Regions from separate parts of the Arabidopsis thaliana genome. Here region 2 is linked to region 1. A link is a contact called in public capture Hi-C data. All regions are on one chromosome and are shown on one strand. The core of a region is the stretch at or near the end of the contact, and the rest is flanking DNA. Distances in the headings are between cores, read along the strand shown.

Region 1 (4,255 bases), core at 383-2,882:
AAACAAGATTATTAGATTAAGGAGGAGAACACATATCATATTTCAGGAAAGGGTGAAAAAACAGATCCTAAATTAGATGTAAACAAAAACTATTTTGTCTAGTTGTCATTTTTTCTTGTCTTGTCCTAATTTACAACTTGTCATTTCAATACAAAATATTGAAAAAGGAGAAACAAATTGAAGAAAAAAAACCAAAAAAAAAGAATTTGTCACAAGATGTTGATAATCGCCTGCTTCTTGGAACACCCTAACGAAAACAAATCATCTTCCCGAGATCTCTTCTTGCCAACACACTCTACTGCGACGTCGTTTGGTTTCTCGTTACTCACATTGAAAATGTTGACTCCGAATAGCCTAACCACAGTCTGAACCGGACTAGACCGGACTTTCCAGTGGATATACAATTGCCGGTCTGGTCCGGTTGATCTCTCGAAACAAACCACATCACCGGCTCGAAGATTCTTCTCTTTAACGAACCGGCTCCAGCCCTTGGTCAACACGTAACTTTGACTGCTGTTCCAGTAACTGTAACGGAACCGCCACACTTTCCCTGTTCTATCTTCCAAGTTAATCAAAACGCCTTTCGTCGGAGACGGATTCATCCCCATCGCCGTCGTCATCGCCGGTAACGGAAAATGCTTCTCCGCGTGTTGTTTCGGTATCACTAAACGGTTCAGCTTCCCGACGTCGCTCGGCGTAACAGTCTTCTCGAACAAAACCTCACGCGCTCTCAAAACAGCGTCGTTTCCGTACGTCGCCGTCTCCAACCCAGAGCGTTTTCCGTCGCCGTTAACAAACTTCCGTCTACTCTGCTCAAACTCATCGGCGTAAGTGTGTTTCCTCAACATATCCACGATCTCAGCTTTAGAATGAGCGTCAAGAAAAGCCGATTCGGCGTCGTTTCCATCAACTTGAGATTTGAAGTTAGTGACGGCGTCGCGGCCGCGGAATCTCCTCACGGCGATGTCGTAAGAAGACGCAGCTTCTTCTTCCTCGTTGAAAGTACCGAGCCAAACTCGCTGATGCTTCTCGTAAATCTGAGCTCCCCATCTTCCGTTAGGCTGAGGCACAACGCCTTTATATTTCGACGAAGGAAGCTTACGTGACTCGGTCTCGACGCCGTTCTCTGAATCCAAAACGACGCTGCTTCCGCCGCTTCCCATTCTGTAGAGACGCATCGACGTCGCCGGCGGAGAAGAGAGTTTCTTCTCCGTCGTCGTTGTCGGCTTTGGAGTAGTAGAGATGGAGAGAGATTCTGACGTTGTACTACTGTCGTCTACACAGCTGTATTCCATATTTGTTGTGTTTGTGAGAGAGAAACAAAAAAAGAAGAAGAAATGGGTTAAGTTTTTGTTGCTTTATGAAGAGATGGGGTTTGGAGTTTATATATATACACAAGGAAGTGCATGTACGTTGTTGATATTATTTGTTTTGTTTTGTCAAAATTGAATAGGATAATAAGAGATAAATGTAAAATGTGGGTAATGTATGTGTATTTATGAAAGAAAGGTGAAAATAAAATAAAAGAGAAAGGAGAAGAGGTGCAGAGGAGTAGGGTCAAGTCTTGCAACAAATGGCAAAATGTGTTTTGTAGAGGAAGTTTCGTGGGAAGAGTCCAAAAATATGTGTGCTAGTGTCATAAAGTTTTATTTTATTTATTACATTCGTACTAATTTTGGTACCTTTTGATTAGTCCTTTTTTTATAATCTTGTTGTTGCCATAATTAGTCCCTTCATATGGTAATAAACTAATAATATATTACGTGTAACATGCGTCTATAAAAAATTTACAGAGAACGTGAACATCAATAGATGAATTTTTCTTAATGTTTTCACTAAAGGACAAAGAATAATTACAACACTAGCAATGAGATTCTTGATGTGGTTAAGAATGGTAAATAGGGCTAAGAAAAACCACATTTGACATTTCGCCCGATATTATTGATGTTTTTTTAAGAGAAAAGAAGTTTCCAAAAATCGAATGGTCCATACAAGAATAGTAGTAGAAAGATATGTAAAATTATTGAATAGAGTTGACTCGTTGAGAGATAGAAAAATGAGTAATGGGCGATGTGTAATAGCACAAATGGGGATAGAATAGAGGGCCAAGTGGGAAGGGGGTTCACATGAGATTTGGACCTTTTGTTTTGTTTTGTTGTGATTCTCTAATTAAATAGTGCATCCCCCCTTTGATCATGAGGCTTTTCTTGAAACTATATTCGTCCTTCCATATTTGGAACATGACGTGTCTCTTTACATATTTTGCTTTAGTTGGGGAGGTCTTGATCATTAGGTTCTCTTATGTTTCCTACAAGTCCTTACCTAGTTTGGTTTTTATCCCCTAAGCACTTTCTTTGTACGTAGAATCATAGTACGTATTGTTGCCTTTCTTACGCATTGTCTTCCTTTACGCTCAATTTCTCAAATTAACCAATACCACTCAAATAGGATATGTTTTCCATCCTAATTCCTAAAGTGACTTGTTCGAAACATATAAGAACAACTATTATTTTGACGGGTATGAAATGAGACGACCTATAATAATATTTTGAGATAATGATAAGACAACGTTGGAATACGCCAGCAAAGCCAAGACTCGTGATCTAATTGCCCACTATTTTCGGTTTACAAAGAGAAACAACATATCTTATTGATCTTATTAGAGTGACTAGTCCCTTCTTATCTATGCACGAAGCTTTGTTTAAGATCACATATTTTTAATAAAGATACATGAATGACGTCCTAATATTGTTATAGTTCTCGAATAAGCATCAAACGGTCAGATTTAGTTCTTCGTGGCTTCGTTATTTGATCATAAAAATTAATCCTTCTATGATCCACCAAATTAAACATATAACATTTTTATCAAATTGTACTACTATTTGATATTATATACGCATAACAAAGTACTGCATGCAGATTTATTCGACTATTTTAAAAAGTAGTGAGACTTAGTTGATGTTCCCACTTGCATTGGAACTATGCTTTTATTGGCTGAACTAAATAAACCAGATTCGTCCTAAACCATCAAACTCTCCTCTGTTTCTCTTTTGTTTCATTATATAGTTTTTTTCTTTCTATTTAATTTATTATACCTACATAATTTTAAAAAACTTATATCCACGTCGTCGAAGATAAAACTAACACAGTTGCCCTAGTTTGAATGCAAAACTTAAAACGTCAACTTTTTGTTGTTTTGATCAGTTTTCATAAGCAATAACTAATGAGTTCAAACATAATTATTGCTCAATTATATGAATTGGACTTAAATATTTAAGATATCAAGAATGGGGACAAGAAGAACAACATGATATAATACATTGTACATATGTGAAGGGGGGAGATGAATCATAAACCCAATGTATTTTGCCCATGAGCCATATTCTTGTACGGAGCAGAGTACCTAATTTTTCCACTTTTATATTGGTCCTACCTTCTTCCCTCAGATGTTTATCCATTTTGTTTGAAACAAAAGTAATACTTATCCCCTTTTTAAAAGATGAGCATATATATACTTGTTGAATAACCCTATCATTTCCTCAAATAAAATAGTATTTATAAGTCTTCTGTTGAAGATAATGATCTCAAGGACTTAAAGCTTAAAACCGAGCTAGTCAATGAACCATTTGATTAGTGGGTCACATACTCATCAGAGCTCCATTATATTCTACCGAAAAAAATCAAAATTCTGAAATGGAAAGATAAAATAGTTGATGTGTGACATTAAATAGATTAATTTTTAAAAAGTGATTTCATATTATCTTGGATCTTTATCAAACAACAACAAGCTAAAATGAGTTTGGTGTGTATGTATATATCAACGAACTTTATAAGGATATTTTAAATCTAGTACCACCGGATACAAGTTTAGATTTAAGGAAATTTATGTATCACGTCTCATTAACTTGCAATTGGTTATATCATCCACATCATTGACCTTCTTATGTCGAAACTTTATAATAGTAGGCTCTTTGTTTTTTTGGTCTGATCTTACCTTACTTTATCTAAAATTTCGATTAAACAGTAATTTGCGTTTGCCTAAAAATACAATGTTGGTCCGTCTCAATTATTATCAAAAGTTATATCACTTTTGGTGGAAAATTAATCGGAAGATAGATAGACTCATGTGTTGAATACATGTAATTAACATGCAAGATTGCCACATAACATAAATTAGTTGAGAAGGGTTTGGTGTAACTGGAAACGGTGTCGTTTCATTGAAGAATTGGGCCATGCAATATTGCAAGTGGGAAGA
Region 2 (4,224 bases), core at 404-2,903, 420 kb after region 1:
ACAAAAATATATTGACAGCTCATATCGTAGACCCACCACAAAGATTATTCTAACCAGGATAGAGTTCTCCAAATACCAAGAGAACAGTCGAAAAATCAAATAAGCAACAGGCCATATCAAAAATTAAGAATGTACTTCTCCATCCTATCCAAACAACTTAACTCACTAATGATCTCATACCACATCTCACTCTAATGCTGCATAATTCAACTTCAGACATCTTCTACTTTATAGGAGAAACAATAATAAACTCTGAATCCTTGAAAATTAAGCTCAATCTCACCACAACTAAAGAAATGTGATTGTTAATTTCCTCCTTCAGATTAAGTAAGAGCTTTGCATACCACAAAGCCCTGAACTATATAGTATGTAATGAATCAGAACAACTAGTCCGCGAAATTCACTACCAATTTGATGAAAGTCAGAGACTTCAGGAAATCAACAAAACCTAATCTAAAGTGGATACCTTTTGCTGGTAATGCCCTGAAGCCTCCACGTCCACAGGCACCTGGTAAGAAGTATAGTTACCAGCTGCAGCCGCCACATCAACCGGAGCTTTCATTTCCGGAGTAGTGGTGAAATAGTCAGACGCCATAATCTTCTTCAACTTCTCTCTCAATGCAGCATCTGCATCACAAATCTAAGTAATCAACACAGAGAAACTAAAACACAGAGATGTAAGAGACAAACAGATTTAGGAATTTTTATTTTACATGAAGTATTGCAGTTTGATTCGATTGGCTGCTCGGAATTAGCTAACCATAGCTTAGCGTGCTCAACACAACGCTCCAAAGCGTTCTTGTGAGATAAGCTTGAATCCACCGGACGAGAAACCATCAGGCTCCAAAGCTGAGAAATAGAATCCAAATCCCGATCGCCGAGGAGATCAGTGGCATCATCGGTAACGTAATCGTAAGACAAGCAGCAACTTCTCTCATGAGTCCTGGTCAACATTATCGAAGTGAACTCGTTCTGTGACTTGACGTCGAAGAGTGAACCAAAGTAGAGGAAATTCACCAGATCCTCCAACTTAGCGCCATCATCGCCGCCGCTAACTTCCTGCGGGATATCAGTGACTTCCTTTTGCTCAGATGCGGTGGTTTGATCGGATGAAGCACGGTTAAGCTGAGTAGCGAGGCTGATTTCCTCTGTCACAGCGGCGGAGAGAGGAGCACGGATCTTTTCAAGCTCGTCGATTAGGATGACGACGGCAGGTTTAGAGCGGAGGACTTCTTCTTGCTCCTTGTTTAGGGTTTTGCCTTGAGAAATCGATTCTTCCATTTGAGTGATTCGGTTGTATTTCTTACGGAGAGCACGGAGACGCTTGTTGATGAGACCCATCACTGGTCCTTCAGAAGCTTCGGAGGAAGCAGTGGCGGCCATGATTATGGATTTGTGTAGGATTGTCGATAAAAAGAGGATCGAACTGACCGTATAGAAAATTCACCACCGTTGAGTAGCGGCGGCGGCAGTGGCGGAACAAGAGGAGGATTTGTTAGGGTTTTCAGAGAAATGGGGATAAGTTGAAGCGTCTGGTTTTTGGGTAGTGATAGTTTTGAGCTAAATATATAATAATTGATGAAAAATTCCAGTAATGCAAGTGAAATTATCCGTCTCAAAACAAAAGGAAAAAAATAAATAAATAGGAGTGTTCTATTTTCAACTATTTTGTGTAGATTTTTTCAAATTATTTTTGTGGATTACGTTTCTTGTATAAAAAAATTATTTGTCAATTTATTATTAGTTACTTGGAATGACATAGGGTATTTGTATTATTTTAAAATTGTATCAAGAGGCACTCTCTTTTCCTAAATGCAATACTTAATTTTATTAGTAAATATACCATTTAAAAGGGTAATATGTAAATAGGTAATTTTTGAAATACCATGTATATAATGACAAGTACATAGGTAATTTTTGAAATATCATGTAAATAATGAGTTTTAAGTTAAGAAATGAAATACGGTATTGTTACATAATAAAAACAGTTTGAAATTAAGATATTATCAAAGTTGTTAGGATATTGGGAAATATTCCACTTTTTTGGTGTACTTTAGATTCAATTTTATTCTAGATCCTTCTAGATACATAATGTTGTTTAAATATTCTGTAAGTAATTAGAAAACTCCAATCGTAGTATCGTACGTTTTTTTTTTTTTTTTCGTCAACGTAGTATCGTACGTATACATTAGGAATTATTCCTCTTTTTGTATATTCATTCTGTATATGACTTGATATTAAGGTCTTCGTATGCTTCATGATTTGTATTTTATGTTTAACGATAGCTTAATGGATACTTTAACTTGGAGATAGTTTCAACTTCTAACCCCTTTAACATTCGTGAATTGTGACAACAAAGTATTTATAAGATTTCTTGTCACAACTATCGTCTACTGGTCACTAAATCACTATATTAAGATAGGTGATTATTCTGATTTGGTTGTTCACGTCATCCAAACTAAATTTGGCTACATTCGAGTCATAATCTCCATTTACTAGTGAATAACTTATAAGAAATTAATGATTTTTGTTTATGAATCCATGCTCACACAAATAAACCCCCAAAATCCAAATGTTCGTTTACAAAGAAATCGCTTATTTACAAAAACAAACTTGTATTATATTCCCCCAAAAAATAATTTATAAGTCCTTCCTATTATCAAAACTCTTACAAATAGTCTATAGATTAAGCAAGGTTCATGTGCCGACGCCTTTTTTCAATCTATGTAACAACGAGTCTTGTACCAACTACCAACTCTTACTATCTTCTTATACGGTTCATATCATATGCTTCACCAAACAATCACACAATCACTCATTTCTAATTGTCTCGGGTCGATTCTAGAGGCTCGCGCTGGAGGGTAGTAAAATGACATGCAATGTTCCGTTGTTAGGAGGAAGTTGCAAACGAAGAGGAAACAGCTTGCCGTTTAAAGGACTACGAGTACACACCACAGCGTCTTCCATGCACGTTTCTTCTCGCAATGTCTGAGTCAGCTCCGCCACGCTATTTCCTTTAAACGTGAAAGCATATCCAACGGTTGTTTCATCTTCCACGTGTCCTTCCTCGTCAGCGACATGGTAATATATGGTTCGTCCATCAGATTTAGGCGGAGACTCAACCGACTGGTCAAAATCAAAATCAAAATTTTCAATAACCGGAAAACGGTACAACTGTAATTTTAAACAAAACCAAAGGTGTTTTAGGAATTTAGGAAAAGTACTCACATCTGAATCGGATCTGTCTGAAAGAGAAGACGAAGTCCTTGGAGACTCAGCCGACAACGGCGAACTCGTCGGTCTCCGATGCGGCGGTGGAGACGTCGTCTTCGGTGGCGGCGCTTTCGCAGACTCCGTCTTGAATTCGGAATCAGTCAAGATCTCAACAACATCAACATCCCAAGAAATCGAATCCTGAGTAGCAGACAAATGAGGAACGTCGTGTGTGACCGAGTTTCTCCAAGGAGGAAGACCACCATTACCTCGTAAATAGTTACCAGATCTAGTCCTAAGCTTAATCTTAGACCCTTCTCTAAGCGGTTCCCACTCAACAGACGAATCAACCCGACTCAGTTTCAACTGAATCACTTTCTTCCCCGTAGCCCCGAGCAAGAACCGCTCGTTAGAAGCGGTTAAGTACTTACCGTAACAGCTTTTAAGACGAATAACATGGAAAGAATCACGAACCGGTTCGACGGTCCATCGAGCGTTTTTGGTAGATCCGTTACGGTTTTGAGTTACGGTTTCTTCATCGTCGTCTGCTGTTAGATACTTGTTGTGACTGTTACGCATTCGAATAGCTTTTGCTTTCTGGAAAAATTCCATTGCTGAGACAGATACTGGTGTTTCTTTTTGGTTGAAGCTACTCGCCGTCGACTTCTGTAACAACAGAGAAGGGGAAATGAGCGAATAGTGATAAGAAGAAGAAGAAGAAGAAGTGAGAGATATGGTTATTTTATATGTGTGGTGGATCTGACACTGGACTGGTCTAAATTGGGTTTTTTAGTTTTTTACGGTTACGCGGACTAGGTAAGGTAAGAAATCTGGAAAAGTCGTTGCTAGCTGGATTAGAGCGCGTATCTAATATCCACGTCAGCAGAAATTTATGATTTGGATTTCTTTCCTTATTAGTATTTGTTAGAGCTTGTAACGCGTTGTTGTTTCACGTGTTTTGGATTTTGTTACTTTGTAATGTTTGTAAATCTTGAGATTAAAGTTAATTAC

What was found. Capture Hi-C pulls out chosen DNA fragments and counts their contacts.
Region 2: a capture Hi-C map of seedling shows a contact between it and region 1, with 1.8 times the contacts expected there. A contact is called at or near these places in 1 of 26 Hi-C or Micro-C datasets (shoot) and 1 of 3 other capture datasets (seedling).

What each region holds. Positions count from the first base shown.
Region 1 is chr1:8,981,682-8,985,936 of TAIR10.1, forward strand. It overlaps TEM1 (AP2/B3 transcription factor family protein), which reads right to left and starts at 1,633. Exons shown (of 1, transcript NM_102367.3): 1 at 1-1,633. The coding sequence starts at 1,295. The coding sequence ends at 210.
Region 2 is chr1:9,404,716-9,408,939 of TAIR10.1, forward strand. It overlaps AT1G27090 (glycine-rich protein), which reads right to left and starts at 1,654. Exons shown (of 4, transcript NM_102471.5): 1 at 714-1,654; 2 at 467-627. The coding sequence starts at 1,383. It overlaps AT1G27100 (Actin cross-linking protein), which reads right to left. Exons shown (of 3, transcript NM_102472.4): 2 at 3,229-3,879; 3 at 2,370-3,126. The coding sequence ends at 2,842.